Regions from separate parts of the Mus musculus genome. Here region 2 is linked to region 1. The links are chromatin contacts, called in public promoter capture Hi-C maps. All regions are on one chromosome and are shown on one strand. The core of a region is the stretch at or near the end of the contact, and the rest is flanking DNA. Distances in the headings are between cores, read along the strand shown.

Region 1 (3,260 bases), core at 748-3,247:
GGTGGATAAAGCCTGTTGTCTCGCTTTTCGTTTATTGTTTTTCTATGAAGCTTCTACAAAATTATTACAAAAAGAAAGAAAGAAAGAGAGGGGGGAGGGAGGGAGAGAGAGAGGGAGAGGGAGAGAGAGACAGAACCTTTAAAAATGGCTCTTCTGGTGAGACAGGAACTACTGTTTGACATGTGTAAAGGTAAGTCTTTGTGCCAGACAATCTCTTTTAATAAATCAGTTAATTAAAAATTCAAAAAAGGGCTGGAGAGATGGCTCCAGAATTAAGAGCACTGATGCACAGTTAATGTCTGCTCTTTCAGAGGTCCTGGGTTCAATTCCCAGCAACCACATGGTGGCTCACAACCATCTGTAATGGAGTCCGATGCTCCCTTCTGGTGTGTCTGAAGACAGCTACAGTGTACTCACATACATTAAATAAATAATAAATATTTTTTTAAAAAGTTAAAAAAATTCTGGACTTTCACCCAAAAATAAAGCATTAACTAATGGAGCGCCCTCTCCACCTTGCCAATGCCTTACAGCCCTGTTCTGTAAAGTACTTGGAACACTGACTCTCAACCAGGGTTGATTTCCCCCCAGGGCATATTTGACAATGTCTGGAGAAGTTTTGGTGTCACAGCTGGGGCAGACAGAGAAAGGAGATGCTGACACCTAGTGCACAGAGGCAAAGGCAGCAGAGGCTGAGGAGAGAAGCCTGCCTGGGCCGCTCTGGAGAAAAGACACTGTACAGGCTGACTATAAAATCCTCTGCACTTCATTAACTGTGACTTGGATTGGAACTACTTGGCATCTGCTTTAGGTAACTTAATTCAAAATAGAGAGTGGAGCTATAGCTCAGTGACAGACTGCTTGCCCTGCAGGCAGGAGGCCCTGGGCTCCACCCCCAATATCACAAAATAAAACAAGAAACAGTCATTATCTTTAGTTTTTAATCTTTGTTCTTTACTTCCAGGGTAAAAAAAGAAAATGTCCATACATTTTGTAGTAAAGCTTACTCAAGTTTAATGTCAAAACTAAACCTTTGTTTTTTTGTTTGAGAGAGGATTTTTCTCTACATATCCCTGGCTGTTCTGGAACTTAGCATGTAGATCAGGTTGGCCTTGAACTCTCAGATATCTGCCTGCCTTTATTTCATAAATGCTAGGATTAGGGGGCTGGAGAGATGTCTCAGAGGTTAAGAGTACTGGCTGCTCTTCTAAAGGCCCTGAGTTCAATTCCCAGCAACCAAATGGTGGCTCACAACCATCTGTAATGAGATCTGACGCCCTCTTCTGGTGTGTCTGAAGACAGCTACAGCGCACTCATATACAATAAATAAATAAATAATAAATCTTTTTTTTAAATGTTGGGATTAAAGGTAAGTATGTCCCATCACATTTACTTTAATACTTCATTTTAAAATTGTATTTAATTGTTAGTTATCTATCTGTCTCCTTGTGTGCATGTTGGTGGGGTGTGGGGGCACGCACACACGTCACAGCATGTGTGTAGAGGTCAGAGGGTAACCCAGGGCAATTGAGTCTTTCCTTTCACTTTGGGGTCAGGGATTGAACCCAAGCTCTCAGCTTTATGTGCCAAGCACCTTCACCCACGGCGCCATCTCCAGGGCTCTGATTGAGACATTCAGATAACAGGCCCTCATTCTTTCTTGTACTGAGACTTTTATTAGATTTGAATACTCTTTTATGGAAGCATACAACTTTATTATGTACTTTCTTCAGACTACTGAACATAATTTATTCTGATACATTTATATTTATAAAAAAAATAAAGCAAAGCAAAGGAATTCCTTAAGCCAGAACAGACTGACAAATAGAAAGTTACATCTATGTTATACAAATGACACCACGAAAGAAATGCTTACTATCCTGCAATGATCTCCAGAGAAAGACTTCTCAGAGGATGCCTAGCAAAAGAATAACAGAACCGTTGAGCCTGTCTCATCTCGCAATGACAGATCTGTGGCCGCTTGCGAGTCCCTGTTGCTAATGGGTGCTCTCTGCTAGTCAACCCAAGAGTGGCAGATGGTAGAGCAAGCCTAACAAAACAAGGGAACTGACAAAATATTTTTCTCACAGTTGTGTTAATGCCTCGGATTACATGTGTATTCACACCTCCTCTCAAAAAATTAATTCAACTCTGCCTGAAATCATAGACACATAGCCCTCGCTTTCACCATGTGTTATCTTGCTACATGAATTTGGTTCTAATCCAATACTAATACTGCAGAGCCAAATGATTTATGTCTTCAGCATTCCTATTGTGCATGGGAAAGTAGATACAAATATAAAAACTAATGACTAGATGCAGAAGTGGTCATAGTTCACAAACTGGAAAATACCAGCTATAATGACCATCCCCCACTAGGAAAAGTAGTAAGAAACAAGCCAGACAAAAGTGACCCTCACATGAGCCCTCGCCTCACATGGTGGTGCCAGGAAGAGACCTGAGTTTCCTGTGGAATGTGAATGATGCCAACTGTAGGGGAGCCAGGGAGAGAATACTCAACAGGAAGAAAAATACTTAATTCTAAATATCAGTAACTTCTAACACCATATACTTCAGTCCTTCTACTTATTTTGCTATGAGCTAATACTATTTCAAGAATATGTTGGGCAAAATCAATTATTCAGGTTGGAGAGATGGCTCAGTGGTTAAGAGCTCTGACTGCTCTTCCAGAGGTCCTGAGTTCAAATCCCAGCAACCACATGGTAGTTCACAACCATCTGTAATGGGGTCCGATGCCCTCTTCTGGTGTGTTTGAAGAGAGCAACAGTGTGCTCACATACATGAAATAAATAAATCTTTAAAAATATTAATTATGTACACAGTGACATATAACTCAACGGAAGGATACCACTTAGGAGCCCTGGAGAAAAGCAAATTCCCTTCAGTTTTGCAGTAAGGAGGCTACAAACTACAGATCACAATAAATATGGTCAGCGCTGTTTTATGTTTTCAACAACTTTACTGTGATATAATTTATATATTGTACAATTTGCCCATTTGAAGTAATTAAATGTTTATTAGTACATTAGTGATTTGTATTTAAGGTGTTTCAGCGTGGGCTGGGAAAGTGACTCAGCTGGTAATGTGCTTGTGGGCAAGTATAAGACCTGATTTCAGATTATCAGCCCCGTGCACTAGCTACGTCTATGTCTGTGAACTTAGCTGTGGGTTGGCGAGCAGATCCCTGCAGCTTTCTGGCAAGCCAACCTAGCACACTGGCGAGCTCCAGGTTCAGAGAG
Region 2 (2,969 bases), core at 211-2,710, 140 kb after region 1:
AGTACCCCAGGAACCCCAAAAGCATCCATGTTCAGGCTTCAGGATTTAACCTGTAAGCAGAGGCCTCAGCCCCCTGCCTCACGATTTACTCTCCCTACAACACACACTTTTATTGAGACAGGGTCTCACCATGTAGCCCTGAGCATCCTGGAACTCACTATGTAGACCAGGCTGGCCTCTGCCTCCCAGGTGCTGGGATTAAAGGCATGTGCCACCACTTTTAAAAGAAGATTTATTTTATGTGTCTGAGTGTTTCACCTGTATGTATGTATATATGTATGTATGTGTACCATGTTCATGTCTGGTGCCCACAGTTGTTGGAAAGCATTAGATTGACTGCGACTGGGGTTACAGATGGCTGTGAGCCACTATGTGGGTGCTGGGAATCGAACCTATGTCCTCTGCAAGAGAGTCACGTGCCCTTAATCACTCAGCCACCTTTCTGGTTCTACTCCCACTTCTTGACACAAAGGCTTACTCGGTTTCAGGGGTCCCTTTAGAACTTGCTTTTGGGGCCCTTGTTCAGGATCCAGGGAGCCTCTGCTTCTGCCCACTGTCCACAGCCCCACAGGGATACAGGGCTGCGGGTTCTCTTCAAACCAGACTCAGAGACACCCACATAGTTTTTTGGTTTGAGGGTTGGTTTTGTTGTTTGGAAGGTTTTTGGTTGGTTGGTTGTTTTGTCTTATTGATCCCAGAGCCTCACACAAACACCCTACCACTGAGCTACATTCCCAGCCCTCTTTACATTTTATTTTGAGACACTAAATTGCCCAGGCTGTTGGTCCTTAATTTTCCAGCCTCAGCCTCCACTATGACTGGGATTACACAGGCCTGCCCCATCAGGCCCGGCTTGTATCCTCTCTACAGAGAAGTCACGTTGGCCCTAGCCTCAACGAGTTTAGCTGAGTAGTTAGAAAGGTGGTGAGAACTTTGACTCTTCTCCAACGTTGACCATCCCCCACTTATCCTCCCCCCAAGGGAAGGGGGCGCTTATCTCCTGACCAAACCCCAAGCTGCCTTGCCTGAATGCCCTGTCCCCTTATCTTCTCTAAGATGAGAGATCCTCCCCATAACACAAATGCTGGGACTCTCAGCCAAACCAAATCATCGACCCCATCACTGCCCCTCCTGGTTCCTGGAGCTGGAATCCTTGGGTCTTGGACTGGAGCTGGGTGTTCAAAAAGGCCAGAACCCGATGTTATCTCAAGGCGGAGGCTCTGTCCCATTGGAGAGGCCTTACTAATGGATACAGTTTAGGAATCACCAGCTCTGCTTCCTCACCCCCACCGTTCCAACCTGGAGCCTTTGATCCCTCAGGCCCCGTCCCCACAGGAGGCCTCCCCTCTGTGCAGGCCCAATTCTAGCTGTCCTGGTGGTGGCCACAGCCTCCCAGGGAGCTCGGTGTGGCCTCTGGATCACTTCACTTGGGAGGGGCGTTTAAGGGGAAGGTCGGGTAGGTCAGGCGGCAGCGCCACCGCCCGGGCCGTCGGAGGGGGTGCAGGCAGTGACACGCTCACGCGTGGTGGCCTGGCGGGGACGACGGAGACTGCCGGGTTCTTGGCGGCCGCAGGGCGTGCGACAGAGCTGGCGGAAGCAGCGCTTGAAGTTCTCGTCCAGGAAGGCGTAGAGAACCGGGTTGAGGCTGCTGTTGGCGTAGCCCAGCGCAATGCACAGGTGCAGTGCGGCCACCACAAGTGGGTCGCGCCGATTGATGTCCACCAGCGTCCAGACGATGACGAAGATGTGGATGGGCGCCCAGCACACCACGAAGGCGCCCACCACCACCAGCACCATGCGCGTGATGCGCCGCAGGCTGCGGTCCTTCTCCTTGGAACCGGACAGCAGACGCACGCTGCGCAGGCGCAGTAGCATGAGGCCATAGCACACCGTGATGATGAGGATCGGCACCACGAAGGCAAAGAGGAACACGCAGATCTTGGTCACAGTGTCCCAGTACCAGCTGGGACTGGGGAACTGGAGCATGCATACCACTGCACCATCTGAGTCCGGGGAAACAAAAGACGGGGATCAGAGGTCTGTGTGGCTAAGGGGCGCTGTCTGCTTGTCCTCTTTCAAAATGACTAGCTGGGTTGAGATTCTGATGTCTAATATGTCCCTTTACTTGGTGAACTCCGTCTTATGCTTAAAGACCCCAGAATTGGTCCTCATCTGGGAGGTCCCCTTCTGTGTCCTCTCGCAGGTCCTTTGTAAGCCTTTATGTCCATGAATGGCAGTAATAATTTATCCTGACCCGGTAATGGCAGTCATTGTGTGTAAACTCAACAGACCCCCCACCCATTTCTAGAATTGCTCCAGTGGATCGATTGATTTAAACAGTGGACTAGGGCTGTCAATATAATTTAAATATCGCCAGAGTGTCAGATAGAGTGTCCCTGTGTTCAATTCTCAGTACTGTATAAACCTGGGCCTGATGGCACATGTACCCTAAGCACTCCAGAGATGGAGGCAAGGAGGAGCAGAAGTTCAAGGTCATCTTTGACTACATTAACTTCTAGGCTAGGAGAAGGAGGAGGAGGGGGAGGAGGAGGAGGAGGAGGGGGAGGAAGGAGGAAGAGGAGGAAGGAGGAGGAGCAAGGAGGAGGGGGAGGAAGGAGGAGGAAGAGGAGGAAGAAGAGGAGAAGGAGAAGAGGAGGTAAGAAAGAAGAAGGAAGGAGAGGAGGAGGAAGAGGAGGAGAAGGAGAACGAGAAGGAAGAAGAGGAGAAGGAGAAAGTCTGACTCCAGCCCAAGTGTGTGGTCTTGGGCAAATTACCATCTTCAAATTTCCTTATGGTGAGGCTAATAGTCTAACCACGTTTCTTTAGTTACATTTAGATTTGTCGAGTGTGTGTGTGTGTGTCTGTCTGTCTGTCTGTCTGTCTATCTGTCTGTGTCTGTCTGTCTGTCTGTGTGTGTGTACCACACATGCATGTGAAGGTTAAAGGACAATATACAGTTGTCCATTCTC

Evidence for each region. Capture Hi-C pulls out chosen DNA fragments and counts their contacts.
Region 2: a promoter capture Hi-C map of pancreatic islet shows a contact between it and region 1. The contact joins two enhancer-like sites. A contact is called at or near these places in 2 of 15 datasets of contacts at CTCF or cohesin (CD8 T cells and stem cell-derived epiblast-like cells), 1 of 484 Hi-C or Micro-C datasets (bone marrow-derived macrophages), 3 of 115 datasets of contacts at active chromatin or transcription factors (the HPC-7 cell line and embryonic stem cells) and 3 of 9 other capture datasets (adipose tissue, liver and pancreatic islet).

Annotation. Positions count from the first base shown.
Region 1 is chr4:131,968,379-131,971,638 of GRCm38.p6, forward strand. The region is part of intron 11 of Epb41 (erythrocyte membrane protein band 4.1); the gene reads right to left. Among named protein-coding and RNA genes, the nearest start is that of Tmem200b, 48 kb to the left of the region's middle. Within about 2 kb of position 1,998, at least 4 of the 459 cell types and tissues checked have an H3K27ac peak or open chromatin away from gene starts, as enhancers often do. A contact at or near this core is called in pancreatic islet, where this site is marked.
Region 2 is chr4:132,112,066-132,115,034 of GRCm38.p6, forward strand. It overlaps Oprd1 (opioid receptor, delta 1), which reads right to left. Exons shown (of 3, transcript NM_013622.3): 3 at 1-2,003. The coding sequence ends at 1,462. Among named protein-coding and RNA genes, the nearest start is that of n-TAcgc3, 12 kb to the right of the region's middle. Within about 2 kb of position 1,461, at least 19 of the 459 cell types and tissues checked have an H3K27ac peak or open chromatin away from gene starts, as enhancers often do. A contact at or near this core is called in pancreatic islet, where this site is marked.